2 separate regions of the Gossypium hirsutum genome follow, and region 1 is linked to region 2. The links are chromatin contacts, called in public Hi-C maps. All regions are on one chromosome and are shown on one strand. The core of a region is the stretch at or near the end of the contact, and the rest is flanking DNA. Distances in the headings are between cores, read along the strand shown. Region 1 has its middle 39 kb from the start of LOC107962487. Region 2 holds the start of LOC107962487 (oxysterol-binding protein-related protein 1C).

What was found. A called contact is a pair of places that touch in the nucleus more often than the background predicts.
Region 1: a contact with region 2 is called in a Hi-C map of leaf, with 2.3 times the contacts expected there. The contact joins the enhancer-like site here to the promoter of LOC107962487 in region 2. A contact is called at or near these places in 17 of 34 Hi-C or Micro-C datasets (anther, callus, fibers and 2 more).

What each region holds. Positions count from the first base shown.
Region 1 is chrA06:6,763,013-6,768,578 of Gossypium_hirsutum_v2.1, reverse strand. It overlaps the pseudogene LOC121230373. Among protein-coding and RNA genes, the nearest start is that of LOC107962487, 39 kb to the right of the region's middle. Within about 2 kb of position 3,793, at least 8 of the 9 cell types and tissues checked have an H3K27ac peak or open chromatin away from gene starts, as enhancers often do. A contact at or near this core is called in fibers and leaf, where this site is marked.
Region 2 is chrA06:6,725,313-6,731,468 of Gossypium_hirsutum_v2.1, reverse strand. It overlaps LOC107962487 (oxysterol-binding protein-related protein 1C), which reads left to right and starts at 4,729. Exons shown (of 11, transcript XM_016898895.2): 1 at 4,729-5,614; 2 at 5,617-5,723; 3 at 5,822-6,156. The coding sequence starts at 5,152.

The sequences.
Region 1 (5,566 bases), core at 2,544-5,043, 38 kb before region 2:
CTTAGTTATGTCTTATTTTCTGCTGTTATGACTATTGGAAAAGTGTATGGTTATTGGAGTTTTTAATTTGTCATAGTCTCACCAATGTGGGGCAGGCCAGGGCAGGGGTCTGCTACTGCTGAGATAGTTTTATAGCTTATCTGCTACTGCTGAAATTCCTCATGGCACCATGCATGCAATATTAGATCTTATTTGGCAAGAACAGTTATCATTTTATTACAATAAGTGGCTTTAACTTTGGTGTTATATATTGTCAGCTTTCGTTTTTGATAGAGTTTAGCCTGAAGCAATTTGTGCGGAATATTTAACAGTGTTTCTTGATACCAGGTTACAGATAAGAATCTGCTCCGAGAAGTCATGAATGGCAGCATGTCAAATAAAGATGGCAGAGTCAAGGATGATGGCTATCTATATATGGTACTTGAATATGGAGAGATTGATTTGGCTCATATGTTATCCCAGAAATGGAAGGAAATGGATAGCTTCAATCAGACTATAGATGAGAACTGGCTTCGATTTTATTGGCAGGTTTTAAAGCTAACCCTTACTGTGAATATTTGTTGCTAAGATATTGAACTTTTTCACTTTATATGCTTTAATCTTCTAAGAGCATTTCCTCAGCATTTCTGAAAGTTCATTTGAAACTTCGTAATTCTACTTGTTCGTGGTGTGATTCTCGAGTGGGAGTCCACCTAAATAAACATCCCTTTATTGAGTCCAACAATTTTATATTTTCTGGAGGGAATTCTGGTTGAACTGTTTTAAAAGTTCATTTGAAACATGATAGTTCTACTAGTTCATGATGGGATTCTATAGTGGCAGTTCATCTGAATAAATGTTCCTTCGTTGAGGCTGACAGTATTATATTTTCTGGAGGAAATTATAGTTTTCGCCATTCTGTGTGTTACTTATTTGTATCTAAATTTTGCTTGAATCTGTTAAACTATTTCTTCATTGTTCTTATATTTTGGGCATAAATCATAAAGTATGTTCTTGTTAGCATGTCCCTTGAGATACTTTTGCATTTTCCATTTGTGTAACTAGGGAAAGTTGTATGTTTTTGTTATCATCTTTAGTGAGTTGATTTTTCTTTTTTCTTTTTTACTCTTTTATTAGCAGGAAGCAGGGATAGGTTATGTTTCCTCGTTTATAGTTGTGTGCTATTTATACAGGGTCATTTTTTATATTGAGAAAATGCAGAATATTCATTAGTTTGTTGAAGCAATTTGCAGCAAATACTTCAAGCTGTCAACACTATACACGAGGAACGTATTGTACATTCAGACTTGAAGCCAGCTAACTTCCTTCTTGTAAAAGGTTCTCTAAAACTTATTGATTTTGGTATTGCCAAAGCCATAATGAGTGATACTACCAACATCCAAAGAGATGCACAGGTACCCATTACTCATTGGTCTCTTCAACTTTTAATTTAAAGTACTATGTCCTTTTATGAAATAAATTGTTAGCTTTTACATCTGTTGTTCAAACATACTATTCTTATCAGTTAGATCTCTGATTTTATGCTACAGAATGATGGTAAAATGTGCTTTTAATTATCACATGGATACTGCTTTTTATCTATGCTCTGTAGCAACATGTTACATCATGTGTCAATTTATCTGAAGTGGTTGATTGATCACTAGGTCAACAAAAGTGTTCTGATGTTTCGGGTCTGTACTCTATATGGCTAATGCTTTATAGCAAAATCTCTTGTACATAATTATGTTTTATGACAATTGAACACCCGATTACAGGTGGGTACTCTGAGTTACATGTCTCCTGAGGCATTCATGTGTGTTGAGAGCGATGAAAATGGAAATAGTATAAAGTGTGGCCGGCCTTCAGATATATGGTCCCTTGGGTGCATACTTTACCAAATGGTTTATGGAAGGACCCCTTTTGCTGAGTACAAGACTTTCTGGTCCAAGTTCAAAGTTATAACAGATCCAATCCATGAAATAACATATGGACCAGTTTCTAACCCGTGGCTACTTGATTTAATGAAGAAATGTCTAGCATGGGATCGAAAGAAGAGGTGGAGGATTCCTCAGCTACTTGAACACCCTTTTCTAGTTCCCCCAGTCCCTCCCCGACTATCTTTGTCTCAAAACCAAAACTGTCAACTGCTTGATCTTATAGCTAAAGAATGTTCCAACAACCAAGATGCTTTGATGATATCAACTCAGCTGAGTCAACTACTTAGATACCCAATGTCACAGATAACATCCCAAGAACAACAATGTAAGTTGCTCTCTCAAATCTCAAAGCTATGCTGCCAGCTCCATGAACATTTAAGCAAGTTAGGGTGAGAGTTGGTAATACTCTGCATGAGGTTTCTTGAGCTCATTTTTTTGTTCTGTTGTAATGTTATGTAAAATTCACATTGTGAATCTCAGTCTTTTGTAATTTTTTTTTTCCTTTTCAGTTTGTGACAAAAAAATTGTGGTATCAATTTTCTTGATAGATGAAACATTACCCTTCATTGACAGTCTTCATGCTTCTTGAATTAATAGTGAAATTCAAAATCCAAAATCATATGTATGGTCCAAAAAAGGGCCACTAATGAATGTAAAATGGGCTCATGACTGGTTCTGAATTATCCATAAGGGAAGTTATAATATGTTAAATGTGCAAGAGCAACAGCATGACATGAGAATATTTTAAGCCAAAACGCAAAGTCGGAATAAGATACAAAAAGAAAAAATGGTTTGGGAAAGAATATGCTTTTGTTGTTCAGAATATTAGGTTTCCCTTTGATTCTTTCTTTTGAAAACAACAGTTGCCCAAGGCACCATATTTCATTGGCAGGCTGTAGTAGTTTCCATCTATCTTTACATCTCAATTCCATGATTCTTCTTCAAGTTGTTTACCATTTCGTTTATTAATAATAAATTAGGGTTTTAGTTTGAGACAGTTTTGACTTGTTCAAAGGACGGAGTCTGAAGAAAATTTGAATGAAGAACATTCCATGCAACCTTCTGCTGGTTGCCAAACTGTCATGTTCTTACATGTGCACAACTCTGCCTACTTTTATTTTTTTAACTTATTATGTTCTAATAATACTTTCTTTGTTTTTTAGGGTTAGGTCTGATGTCCCATGAGTAAATACCATGTATAAATTTAGATTTATTTTGAGTCTCACAATTTTTAGGTTTTATTCATTATTTTAATTTAAGTATAAATATATTTCAAATAATTATTCAGACATATATTATTTATAATTAAATTTGTCCTTGTCATTATCGATATAAACTTATTAAAAAAATATGGGTTAGATTTGAATTATGAAAAATAGATAAATTCAAATTCATTTGTTGAAAAGTTGGTGTCTTCTTAGTAGATGAGAATGAATTATTTTCAAGATTTTATTAATAAATAATAGAAAAATACCCAAGTCGGAATATCCAAAAACCTTGAAAATGTGGCATAGGAACAGCCAATAGCAAAACAAGTAAACACCCTGGGTCCAAATAACCAACCTAATAGGATAACCCTAACCCTAACCCTAACCCTAAAATGTGACATAAGGACACCGGATAACTAAAACACTTAACCAAGATGTTTTAAAGAGTAACTTGTCCCCATATTTGCCCAAGATGTTTGCTCAACCCCCATCCCACCTCCTTTTGCCTCCAAAAACCAGCCTGGATATTTTACAAATCTTATATCAAAACAAATAAAAAAGGGTGTTAGCCATATTCAGGTTGACATTATTGGAATGAAGCCAAAGGGTACAAACAGCAGACCACTTAAAAGAAGGGGTCCATCAACAGAAACTCTCTTCATTACAGTATGAGTAATGCAATTATATTCAGGTTTAGTCATCCTCAGAGGGCTGCAAAAGAGCTTGTGTCCTATGTTCTACTGCCATTTCCATTCACGAGAACCCCCTTTTATTTTCTTGAGGTTCCTATTTCATCCCCCCCCCCCTAGGGTCCCTCAAAATTTTGAAAAAAATAAAAAACCGACAATAACATAAACTGTTAAGGTTTGCAGCTTTTGTCTGTCCTCCAGCTTGTCTTTCATGCAATGAAAATGAGATGTAACCCAACTTTGAATATGTATGTTAGTCTTAGGATTACCTGTCATCAAAAGAACTTATCATGTAATATTAAACAAAATCTGTCTGTCTTGCTGTTCAGAACTGGTTTTAACTGTTTATGTTTTGAATCTATTATAATTATCATATATTAATATGGGATTTTTTTTACATATTAATAATTCATATAATTTAAGTTTTTAAATATTTATTTTAGTATTTATATTATAATTAATTTTCAGTCTAAAGTTTTTCAATGATGTGGTCTGAATTCGATTCATCAACAACTGGGTTACCTTATAAAAAAGTTGTAAAGTGAATCCAAAACTTTGACAGTGAAAAACCCAAAAACAAATGCCATAAAGCCAAAAATCATGTGGGTAATTCATGATTGGTGACAAATTGGTGTTCTTTTTTTTTTTTTTTTTTTTCCTGCTCAAGATCCTATATTTAATTTTCTTTTCGATTCCATAAGGGTTGGTGACAGTCAAATGAGTTGTAACTTTCATCTTCATGGGGTTTTTTCTAAACTTGTTTTTTCTTCAATAAGGGGTTATTTTTTAATTTCAATTTTATTTTCTTCTTCTTCTTCTTTTTTCTGAGTAGTTGAAGTAAAAATAATAGCTGTAAAATTGAAGAAAGCACATGGTCCAAATTTAAAAATTAGAGACTGGGTGTTTTTTTTTCAAATGACTATGGGGTATGTATGGAATTTCAACAAAATTCGCTGTCATTAATAAAAATTGCTTAGGGTTAAAAAATTCTTAATTTTTTAAAAAATTATTAATGAAAGCATACTTGATTAAATTCTCAAATATTAAAAATACACCAATTCATTTTTTTTTACTGATAGTTAATGTAACGGTTAATGAATATTGAATCATTTATCATGATCCTGACGTGAATTCTCACCATAACAATTAAATTTCATGTTAGTAAAATTAAAAATTATAAAAAATGTAATTTTTATATAAATTTGGATTAATTAACCTCTAAATGTATTTGAATTTAGACATTGATTTTTTTTTAAATTCATTTTGAAAGTAATTTTTAAAATTTTAAAAAATTATAAAAAATATTATTTAAAAACAGTAAAAAATTATATATATATAAGAGAAGGAAAATGATTATATGAAACAGTGACGTCATGTCATTTGTATCCATTTCTAATATTTTATGCCACATCATAATTTAATTCTGTCCAAAATTTTTTAATAAACCATTACCTTTAAAGCCATAAAAATAATATATATGGTTGTTTATTTAGATTAAAAGTTGTCTTGAATTATTGATACCATTTATAGACTGATCATTGCTAAACTAAGGGCTTGAAAGCCTCCCATCTCTCTCTCTATATTCGTTTTTTTCTTCTGCTGTCCTTTGTATTAGCATCCCTTAGCCTGCAATTTGTATTTAATTATTAATGGAGGGTAAGAAAAATGTTGTATAAAATAAAGACACCACATTATTTATTTTTCTTTTTTAATAATTTAGTGTCACATTAGTATTTTCATATTGAATTTCAAT
Region 2 (6,156 bases), core at 3,480-5,979:
ATAACTGGCGTATAAAAATGTGATAAAACTATAGTTGTATTTTTCGAAATCAATGATGCAGAATAATGGTTGACACAATAGTTCATATAAGATTCCAATTATTCCATCAAGGTATTGTTGTGTTAAGCTTACTAAGTACTCATGTACTTACAAGATTTGTTACTGCTTTTTAGGTACTTGAGATGAGACTTCGCCTGAAGGGACAAAGCTAATAGTACACCAAAGTGGTGACGGAATAGGCTATTATGCATACAGTGCAAATGTGGCATAGTCTAGGAATACGCCTTTTGAGTCTATATTAAATAAACTTCCATTTTGTAAAGATTTGTGTGAAGTCTATTGTAATAAGATTATTTTAAGTTACTTCTCTTATTTTCATACAATAAGTTTCTAATTAAAATGTCAAATAACAAGCTGAAAGAAATGAGAAATTGCAAAATGTTTTTGTTAATGGTTTAGCTTTACGAAGTAACACTCGTAATCTAGGCCTCGTGAATCGAGTTGAGTTTGGGGCATTACACTCACATTCTGAACAAAGAAGGTCTTCCATGTCTTCATCTTTAATTTTCCCTGTATGGCTTAAGGCTTAAGTTGTAGCTTTGTTCTACTCTCTATATTTCTTAACTTTTTCTCTAGTTTTGTCAACTTCTTTCCTTTTGTTTTGTTTGTATCTTTTTTCCCTTATGGTAATGAAATTCCTTTTTTATGGCAAAAAAAATGTTTAAGGCATTAAGTGTCTTTTTAATTCATTGGAGATCAACCGACAGGGAAGGAGCTTGTGGAGGCTAGCAGACTTTGTATTGATTTTGATTTTATCGCTTTTCGTTTTGTTCCTTGATCGACTAATGAGGTTACTCACAGTCTCATCCATCAGTCCATAGGTAATGATTGCTCTTTTGATTTTGGTTTGGGCTACCTGAATGGTGTTGGATAATGTGATTATTACTTAATCTTCATTTTGTCCTTATGGGCTTTAGGTTTTTCTTTCAATGTTAGAGTTATCTGACCTGAATCTCGTTACTTGTTAAAGAAATAAAATAGAAAGGCAAAATAGGGGGATCTATGGGGGCGAAGGACCGAGGGCCAAACTCCTTTTGTAAAGGACTATGCTTATTCTATTATACATTGACTATAATAGGGTTGTTTAACCCTTAAATAGATGTAGTCAAAATTCTATTATATTTTGTGTTTTTCAACATAGTGAATTTCTCCTTCTCTACTCGTATTTTTTCCGATAAGGGTTTTTCACGTATAACCTATGTGTGTTCTAACTTTTCTTTTTTATAACTTTACGATTATTCCTACTGTTATTATCGATATTGATTATAACATTCAGAAAAATAAAAAAGTCATGAAGCTAATCTCACTCCAATCCATAATGATTTTAAATTTCAAAAATCCACAAAATACCGACAGTAAATTTGAACCTTTATTTATTTATACATGTTAACCTAACCAAATAGTTCGATGACGCTGATAACTAATTAACATTATATTTTTCATGATTAATTTCGAAATTTCTTATTATAGAATAATAACTAAAAAAATGAAGAGAAAAGGTGGGTGATGAAATGCTGTTTGCGTGGGGAAAGAGACGTCTGATTGTTGGGCAAATGTTCGGCCTACAAGTACACAAATTCTATTTTGCTGCAGTCCAGCCAAGATCTATAGGAATAACGCATACTCTCACTATTTGTTTTGAACGGTCTAATGTAATCCAGCTGTAATTATGCTCCTTTTCAATTTCAAATCTAGTATTTACTCTTTTTACTCTAGCCTTCATATTTTATTAAACACCCACTAGGATTTAGCTTAAGCACATGATTTAAGTTTTATCCCCTCTGAATTTTACTCTTACCATGTTTTTTTTAACAATCTTACTATAAATTTTGATCATATCGGACTCTTTTTGATATAATATCTAAAACTATTTATAGTCCTTTCCCAACTCATAAATAGGAAGATAATGCGTTTCAATGCATTCAAACTCACGTCATCTTACATTGACAACAATATCCATACCAATCGACTAAGACTCAATCGGCTACTCTTACCATATATTTTAATTATTTGCTTCATTCTATTTATTTATTTGCTATCATTTAAAATTTTGATTAAATTGATATAATGAATTAAATAGATATGAATTCAGTTGGAAAAATAATTAATATATCATTTTTGTTAAGCGATTATAATTCTTATTTCGATAGCACTTTTATCTTTTCATATCTTTATATTAATTTTATATAAAAGAATTAAAATTAACATATTCGAAAATCGAACACATGTTTAATAGATTTATAAAGAAGTAATTTTTTTCTCACTCACATAATGTATAATGTCACTAGTTGAGCTGGTGTCATAAGTCGATTTGACATAACTTAAGGAAAATGAAAATAACAATATAAACAATTGAACTGCATTTAATATTCTTAATATGATGTATTTATCTTTTCCATACAAAATTCGTATATATTGCATGTGCGTTATTAGTATTAGTTTCAAATAATATATTTTATTATCTGTTGCAATTTTTTATAATTGAGATGGAGAATGAAGTTGTTTGGAATTGAATTTTAACTTTCATACTTACAACATAATACTCTTATCACTAAGTCAAAAGATTGTCGACTATTCTATGTTTTGATTGCGTAGGAATTAAACATAAATCTATTACCATTTTTTATTAGCTAAAAGGATAAATCAGTATTTTTTTTTACCATGGCTATAATTTAGTAGAGCGATATATATTATTTGCAGCATCTTTATGCCTTCAAAAATCAAAAGATGCTTTTCTTTGTTTTAATATATCTGTTTTTATTCTTGATTGGGTTAATTACTTGCTTGGTTCTCATTTTTCTTAATTAAAAAACAGAGTTAAAAAAGGGGAAAGATAAATAAATAAAACTCCAAACCCTTTATTTATTTATTTTATTTATTTTTTGAGTAATTATTTCTTTTAATGACAAAAAACGAAGACTTTGTGCCGGTTTCGATAAATACAATGCCTGCTGCTGCTGGTAACTGTGGACAAAGGGATCAAAGGAATACTAGCCTTTAAACATTTGGAATTTTGTGGCAAAGCAGCTAAAGCAAATTTATACTAACCAACATGCTGCTGCTTGCTTGCCTTGTTTGCCTCTTTACACCCTTATCTTTTTTGTTACTCTATATTTTTTTATGTTTAATATTTGTTGTAAATAATTCAATATTGAACCCAATTTCATTGACTGGCAACTATAAAATAAAACTTTCATATCAGAATTATGAGATTTTAATTATCAATTTTTGGATCAAAAGGAATGCTTCTTTAAAAAAAAAAATTAATGTTTTTTAACCATAATTTTATCACTTATTTTATTTCGTTAAGTATTAATTTTAAGAAGTATTTTTGAAATAAAAATATTGCTAAATAAGATATTTTTTAACTTTTCAAATAAGTTTTAGGACAAAAAAAATGCTTTGCTAAAACATTTTTAGTCAAAAGCAAAAGGAGAAAATTTTAACTGTTACTCAAAAAATATTTTTTTTACCCAAAATCACTTTTGAGAAGCATGTTAAGCTAATGTAAAAGTAATGCTAAATAGATAACTTTTAGAATCATAAGTGTTTTTGAAAAATATTTTTCAACCCAAAGTTAAAAGTAATTTTTTTTTAACTTTTGCTTTTGACAAAAGTATTTTTAGGATTAAATGACAGTTTTAACCCTTATAATATATTTTATATAGTATTTATATGGTGTATGTAATTATTTTCTTATTAAAGTTTATTTTAAATATATAATATTATATATTTAAATTTTTATTGGTCATATTTTATTATTTAAAATATATTTTATATATTTGAATTAAATTTTATGAATAATTTAATATTAATTGCTTAAAAAATATTTAAAATTTATATTTTATATATAAAAATATTAACAACAAATTATAATAAATTATTTTTTATATTCTTACTAAGATATCATATTATTAACTAATTAGAACATTGTTTAAATGCATATTTATTACTTTATAACACAATATCTAAAATGAATATTTTATTTACTAAAAATATTTTTTTACGGCAATACTAAATAGTTAAATCTTAAATTCAATTTTTTAAAAATACTACTCAAAATCACTTTTTTTTCACAACACTTTTTAAAAACTCTTCTCAAAAGTAATACTAAACTAACTCTAAATTAGAGTATAGATTTAAAAAACGCTTATGTGACTGTTTATTCTTTAATTATTTTTTATTATTTTTTGATTAAATATATGATTTGTGCTCCAAAATTATTAGGATGAGATACATTTTAAAATATTTTTTATTTTATTTTTAAATTATAAATAAAACAAATTTTAATTTTAATTTTCATGAAACAAACCAAATGGAATATAATGGGTAGGAAATGAAATTAAATTTAATAAAACTCAATTAAAAAGGGTTTTTAATATTTTTGGATTTTCTTAGTCTGGCCTAAGTGGCACTTGCCAAAAACTCATAACATTTGGGTGAAAAGGATCGTGTACTGCAGCAGCATAGGATAGGACCACTCTTAGCAGTTAGCAGCATATATAAATAAAACGGAATCCAAATTTCATTATTTAGCCGAAACCCAGGCTTTAAAAGCCTACTTTCAACTCTCTTCTCCTCAATCTTTCCCCACCTCTCCTTTCTCTACACGTGTTTCAATCTCCTTTCTCCACTTGTCTTCCTCTCACCAGCCGTCTGCTCTTCTCATTTCTCCTACTCCTTCCCTCACCTAATCCAAACCCGCCTCCCCTTCATTAATCATTTATATTTCCCCTTCCCCCAACGACCGCTTCATAGTTACACTTAAGCCCTCTCTTTATCGACTTTTTAATTTCGTGTTTTTTTTTTTAAATTTGTTTTGAACCAAACGAAAAAACCGGAAACCGAAGTTCATCGGATTCCGGTTTCCTCCGCCAAACTTCTCGTTAACGGCCGCCATTTTCCTTCAAAACGATAACGTTTTCAACTGTTAATCATTTTGTAACCGCCTCCGGAAATTCTTCTCACAAAAAGAAGAACATGAAAAGTTCAACTGCAACCGCCGTGCTCCGTCGTCGCATCAGCTTTTATCAGCGCTGGAATCTTGCAATTGTTTTTATTAGGAAATAAAGGAAAGAACCGAGTTGCCTTATGCATCCTTTTTGTTGTGTTTCCACCGTATCGGAACATTCCCCGGTCAAACCATTAGCCGATCAAGTTATCTCCATGAGGCCTCCTACTGTAACGACCGTAACTACTACTACTTCCTCTTCGGCTCCCACCACCAGATCCAACTCGGCCCGATCCACGGCCCAAATCCAGTGCCAGTCCAATCAAAACCATCATCGTAGCAATAGCGTTGATTTGAATCGGGTGGTTCAGAGGAATGGAATACCGTCGGGAAGAGAGGCTACGACGGCCACGGCTCCTCCGCCGCAAGTGGATGTAAAGATAAACGACATAGTTGGAAACGGGATATCGGGCGTGCTTTACAAATGGGTGAATTACGGGAAAGGTTGGAGACCGAGGTGGTTCGTTTTGCAAGATGGAGTTTTATCGTATTATAAAATCCACGGTCCTGATAAGATCGTCGTTAGCCAAGAGACGGAAAAGGATCCAAAGTTATCGGCGAAGAGTCTCACCGTATTATCTCCCGCCATCGTAATTCCATTTCTCATCATTCTGCAACCCGTCGAAAACCCTTCGGTGAAGTCCACTTGAAGGTCAGAGCAAAGGAAACCGCTTGACCAAAAATAAATGAATAAAATCAAGGGACAAAATGAAAATTGATTTGATTTTTGAATTCTTGAATTTTTCTCAGGTTTCTTCGATAAGGGAAAGCAGATCAGATGATAAGAGATTCTCGATCTTCACCGGAACGAAGAGGCTTCATCTAAGAGCCGAGACGCGGGATGATCGGGTTGCGTGGATGGAGGCGCTTCAGGCGGTTAAGGATATGTTCCCTAGGATGTCCAATAGCGAGCTCATGGCTCCGACGGACAATGTGGTGGTTTCCACGGAGAAGTTAAGGAAACGGCTGATGCAGGAAGGTATAAGCGAATCGGCTATTCAAGATAGCGAGCAGATTATGAAGAGCGAATTCGCGGAATTGCAGAAGCAGCTGGTGTTGCTTAAACAGAAACAGTGGCTTCTGAT